2 separate regions of the Anser cygnoides genome follow, and region 2 is linked to region 1. The links are chromatin contacts, called in public Hi-C maps. All regions are on one chromosome and are shown on one strand. The core of a region is the stretch at or near the end of the contact, and the rest is flanking DNA. Distances in the headings are between cores, read along the strand shown.

Region 1 (2,769 bases), core at 24-2,523:
ACTAGTCCTAAAGGAGGATTGTACTGGGAGAACTGGTCCAGCAAAGCTAGAAGAACCAGTGTTCCCACCAGTGCAGGGCTCCTTGCAGCATCTCGTTTGGGCACCCTCCCGCTATCTCTACCTGGAGAAGAACAGGGGAAGTGCAGAGAGCAGAGAAGTCACAGAGAAGGCAGCGGGTGACTGCAGGAGCACCTTTGCGTGAGGACAGAGGGAATGGCGAGGAGTCCTTGCTCTGGAGGTGTGTGTGTCAGGACGGCAAGGACAAGGCGGAGAGGCCAGGCTCACATCTCGCTTCCCACGGCGCAAGAATCGGGCTCCATCAAGGACAGCAGGCCCTCTCCAGCCCAGGGACCCCCCCAGCACCTCCCAGTCCCAGGGTCTGGGGACCCCCTTGGGGCTTCCCCAGTGCTCCCAGCTCCCCCCAGAGCTGCAGGCACTTGTACCCTGAGGCGGGGGGGTTCCAGTGCCCACTCCCCTCCCCCAATGGCTCTGCTGCCTTTTATTTTGCCAAGGCCTCCTTGGCCGCCCTCCTCCCTGGGAGTGGTGCCGGGTGGGCAGGCAGACAATCAACACCCCCCTCCCATGCCCCCTGTGCCCCCTGTGTGGGGACATGGTGCCCCCCGTGGTCCCCGCCCGGCCGTGGGACAGCACAGCCACGCGTAGGGCCCTCGTCCATGTCCCCCACCCCAGTCCCCGTGCCCACCGGGCCCCAGCGCTCACCCGCCAGCCCCGCAGCTCCGGCCTGGTGCCGTGCGGTTACGGATTAACAGCTCAGTCCAAAGAGCTGGGTCAGCCCATAGCGATAGCTCGGCTCCTCCCGGGCTCACGCCCTGGCACCCGGCCCTGGCTGCACCCGTCAGCCGCGAGGGTGCTCGGAGGAGCGCGGCGGGGCAGCCACGGCAGCACCCTGCGGCCAAACCCCTGCGGTGCTCCCGTCCCAGCAGGGAGCTTTGCAGGAAGCGAGCTGGAAGAAGAAACGCCGGGAAAAAATTCTAAAAGGGTGCTAGGCAGAGGGATGCGGCGGCGCGAAGTCGCGTTAGGCGGAGGGACGCAGGGTGGACAGCCAAAGCCTGGCTTGGAAACAGCTTTTCAAGGCACGACGTTGCAGGGTGCGCCCCCGCGGGCACGCACGGCGCCGGCATGGCCCCGCTGCGCCGAGTGCCCGCTGCCGTGGTCAGCCCCGAGCGGCAGCGGCGGGGGTTTTGCACCTCCCGGGCACGGGCCGCAGGGAGCCGGGCCCCCAGGCGCTGCCCGCAGGGGGCCCCCCCGGCCCCGCCCCCCCCGCGCTTAACAGCGCGCCCGGCGAGCTCGGCGCCCAGAGCCCCGGTAGCGCGCCGTGATCGTATAGTGGTTAGTACTCTGCGTTGTGGCCGCAGCAACCTCGGTTCGAATCCGAGTCACGGCATCGCCCCGGCGGTACCACGGCACACGGGCTCCGAAATTTTCTTTTTCTTTTTTTTTCTTTTTTCTCATTCCTCTGCTTTCAACATGCGCCAGCGCGCCCCTAATCGCATCGCCCCCGTCGCGCCTTGCACGCCCGTCCCGCGCGGTTCACGCGATTTTCGCTATGGGGAGACCCGCGGCGGTGGCGCGGCCTCGGGGGCCGGCGGGGGGCCTGGCTCCGGTCCCCGGCCGTGCCCGGCAGCTGCGGCAGGGCCCCCGGGCGCCTTCCCCGGCCTCGGCCCGGCCCCGCAGCCCCCGGCGAGGCGGCGGAGGGAGCCGGCGGGGGTAGCGGTGGCGGCGGGGGGAACGAGCGAAAATCGTGCAAAAAGCGGGGCGAAAGTGTGAAAGGCGAACGCGCAGGGCGCGCTGGAACGTGTGGGGAAGTGAGCGGAATGAGGGGAAAAAAAGAGAGCCCGTGTGCCGTGGTACCGCCGGGGCGATGCCGTGACTCGGATTCGAACCGAGGTTGCTGCGGCCACAACGCAGAGTACTAACCACTATACGATCACGGCGCGCTACCGGGGCTCTGGGCGCCGAGCTCGCCGGGCGCGCTGTTAAGCGCAGGGGGCGCTGAGCTCACGGCGGGGCGGGCCGAGAGGCGTTGCCATGGCGACGCGGAGGGGGGAAGGGGGCGGCCCCTTCCTCCGCTGGGCCGTGTGCGCCTGCGCGCCCCGCGCGGCCGTGCCCTCAGCGCCGTGTGGGCTGGTGGCGGTCCTGGGGTCTGTCACAGCGTTGTCACGTTCATAACAACCATCTAGTTCTGGTTGGATTTGATAAAACCAAGGCTCACAACAAAGGAGCTCTGCGTCAGAGGAGGCGCTCCTCTCGCTCCGTGCCTGCACACCAAAAGAGCTCGGAGGTGTGAAGGGAGATGGAACGGGCCTTTTCCGGCCCCCCTTTGCCCACGTCCATCTCCTTCTTTCCTCAGCCTCTGCTGTTAACGTGCCCCAGGCCCTGGTGTATGTGCTGGTCCCTCAGTGGCGGTGGGAACCGCTGCGCCTCCACAACACCAAACCCGGGAGCTGGTGGATGAGGGGCTCTCTGGTGGTATCTCTGAATGCCCCGCGTGTCTGGGTGGCTTTTGGCCGCCTCCTGCCCCAGCGCTGCCTTTCACCTTCCCTTGTCTGCACCCAAAGGGTCCCGGTCCACCCCTCCCACAGGGCTACAGGGGTGCTCCTGCTCATCCGTGGCCAACCTTGTCGCCATCTGTGTCCTCGTGCTGGGCCTGGAGTGGGTGCAGCATGCCTGGTGAGAGGTGTGTGTGTCTGCTCTCATGACTGGCGAGTTTAACGCTGTCGTCAGCCCCACGGAGACACGAAGATACAA
Region 2 (2,725 bases), core at 16-2,515, 140 kb before region 1:
GAGTGTTTTTCCCCAAGATTCGGCAGAAGCGGCTGGGTGGAGCTCCTGACGTATTTCTTTGAAGTCCTCCAGTTTCTTCTGTGTCCCCTTCCTCAGGATTACCCCCGTAACACACGTTTGCCAGCTGACAGAAGCAGAAAAGTAAGATGTTATTCTTACATCAGGCAACACATTCTGCCTACCTACTCCACAGAACGGCTGAGGTTGGAAGGGACTTCTGGAGGCCATCTGGTCCAAACCCTGCTCAAGCAGGGACACCAAGAGCAGGTCGCCCAGGTCCATGTCCAGGTGGGTTTGAAGATCCAAGGAAAGAGACTCCACAGTCTCTCTGGGCAACTGTGCCAGCGCTCAGTGACTCACACAGCACAGGAGTGCTTCCTGACATTGAAAGGTCCTGACACTGGGCACCACCGAGGAGATCCTGACACCAACCTCTCTGCAGCCTCCCTTGTATTACTTCTTCTTCCCTCTTAGAGAGGCTCTTGCGCAGCCAGGGCCCGGCAGCTGGGCTGCAGGCAGGGTCTGCTGCTGCCCTGTGTCTCTAGATAATGTCCTCCAGCGGGGCTGGAGAGCCTGGAGCACCACCACCACGACCATGACCACAACCACGACCACCCTGAGCAGGACCATGACTGTGCCCATGGCCATGGCCATGACCACCACCACGACCACGACCGTGCCCGTGCCCACGACCACAACCATGAACGACCGTGACTGTGACCACCGTCATGCCCGTGCCCACCACCACGACTGTGCCCATGACCACAACCACGAATGACCGTGGCTACCTCCGTGGCCACGACCATCACCCCCACCATGACCACGACCATGACCATGACCGTGACCACCACCACGCCGACCCCCCCGCCCAGGCCGCCGCCCGCGGCAGGCCCGCGGCTGTACCTGAGCACCACCACGATGGGGCTCTCGCTGCCCGTCACCACCATCAGCCCCTTCCAGATCATGAGCGCGGACGAGACGATCATGCCGAAGTTCAGCACCTGGTAGTAGAGCTGGGGGGGAGGGAGGGGGAAGGCAACAAGGGGCGGCGCGGTCAGCCCGGGCCCTGCCGGCGCCCCCCGCCCGGCCCCGCCGCGCCCCGCACCTGCCGCCGGTTCATGCGCCGCACATCGTCCAGAAAGTCCAGCGACAGCATCGCCGCACCACGCCGGGCCCCGCGCCTCTTCCGCTTCCCCCCGCTTCCCCCCGCCGCTTCCGATCCCGCCCCGCCGCGGGGAGGAGACAGGGGCGGCCCCGGGGCCCCACCGGAGGAGGCGGGGACGGGGCAGGAGGCGGCCGCCGCCCGCCCCTCGGCTCCCTTCGTCGCCCCCGGCGCCCCCCCGCCGCCACCAAGCAAGCACGGAGCGCGGGCGGGCACTGTTGGATGCTTTTATTTGAAATACTTTGAAGTAAACATCGTAGCAAGGCACAAACGCCGCTGCGGATTAAATAGATTATGTGATGGCTTGGGAGTGCCCCCCGCTATCGTTACTCTACGTAGGCTACCTCGTAAAACATTCCCTAGGCTAATGTACACAGTATCAAAAAATACAAAGAGTCCAAACTGTTCGTATCAAAACACATTGAGACAAGAAAGTGAGCAATTCGAATGCAATAAGATAAATAGTTCTTAAATTATTTAAACATTGTCATAGTAAACAATAACGAGCAGGATTCTGGCTCAACATAAAAAATGGTACAGGAGATAACTATATTACACGAAGCATGTGTGTGCCGGGGGGACGAGCGAGGGAACAGCAGGGGCAAAGTCAATATGACCACGGGGAAATAAACGCCTCCGAAGAAATGGATGACACCGAGCTGGGGGGAGAAGCGCTACGGAAGGGGCGTGAGCCCAAGGGTGAGGTGGCAGCGGGGGCAGCCCGGCTCTGCCAGCACCTCTCCGGGGACCTCTCCCCACTGAACCCCGCCAGGACGCGGGCACCTCAGCCACCCAGAGACACCGCGGTCACGGGCAGCCCTGGGGGGGGGAGATTTTCTGCTCTGGGGACCACAACACCCCGTCCCCATTGCACCTCCCAGGCGCAGAGGCAAAGTGCCATACCCACCCACTCTCGCACAGGATGACAGCGACTGCGAAACTCTCCTTCAGGGCGAGTAAGATTTGTGACATTTCATTAAATTACCTTTCAGAAAATAAGATTGTTATTAGGGCAGTAAAATAAACGGAAGCTGGAGTACAGCTTGAGCCTGTCCTGCGGAACACAGACGATCTCAGATGGGCCAGTGCGGTCCTGACGAGTGTGTTCTGCTGAGACAGCATTATGAATTAAAATGAGTAAAAAAAGGCAGGATGGGAAGAGAAAAATAAGTCATAAATAGGAGAAGAAAGAAAGCGAGACAGGGAAGGCAAGGCAGGGGCTCTGGGCAGAGGCTGAGGCAGTGCACGCTCAAAGGAGGAGAGCTCATCTTTAGGAAACTGCAACTGCAGAAAGTGCTCCTTGATCCTCAGGAGCTGGACAAGCTCCAGCGAGGATTCTCGCCCTGCTTTCCCTTTTCACCTCTCTGATCTGGCAGAGAGTTAGTGCTTAGGATGAAATGGCAGGGTTTTTTCTTTTTTAAATTTCCCTTACAAATGGAAGTTAACGGAAAGCAATGTCCATCCCGAGAAATCAACAGAATATTTCAATGATTTGCCCCATCCCCACCCAGTATTTTAAGTAAAAACCCCCGAACAAAAAACCCCAACAGACCAAAAGGGTTT

The links. A called contact is a pair of places that touch in the nucleus more often than the background predicts.
Region 2: a Hi-C map of liver shows a contact between it and region 1, with 8 times the contacts expected there. The contact joins the promoter of SEC11A here to the promoter of LOC106047460 in region 1. A contact is called at or near these places in 2 of 7 Hi-C or Micro-C datasets (both in liver).

The regions. Positions count from the first base shown.
Region 1 is chr11:11,148,637-11,151,405 of Taihu_goose_T2T_genome, reverse strand. LOC106047460 (sodium/nucleoside cotransporter 1-like) reads right to left here and starts at 1,273. Exons shown (of 18, transcript XM_067003915.1): 1 at 721-1,273. It overlaps TRNAH-GUG (transfer RNA histidin (anticodon GUG)), which reads right to left and starts at 1,955; the gene lies at 1,884-1,955. It overlaps TRNAH-GUG (transfer RNA histidin (anticodon GUG)), which reads left to right and starts at 1,334; the gene lies at 1,334-1,405.
Region 2 is chr11:11,285,582-11,288,306 of Taihu_goose_T2T_genome, reverse strand. It overlaps SEC11A (SEC11 homolog A, signal peptidase complex subunit), which reads right to left and starts at 1,265. Exons shown (of 6, transcript XM_048081456.2): 1 at 1,106-1,265; 2 at 904-1,013. The coding sequence starts at 1,156. It overlaps ZNF592 (zinc finger protein 592), which reads right to left. Exons shown (of 10, transcript XM_067003516.1): 10 at 1,376-2,725.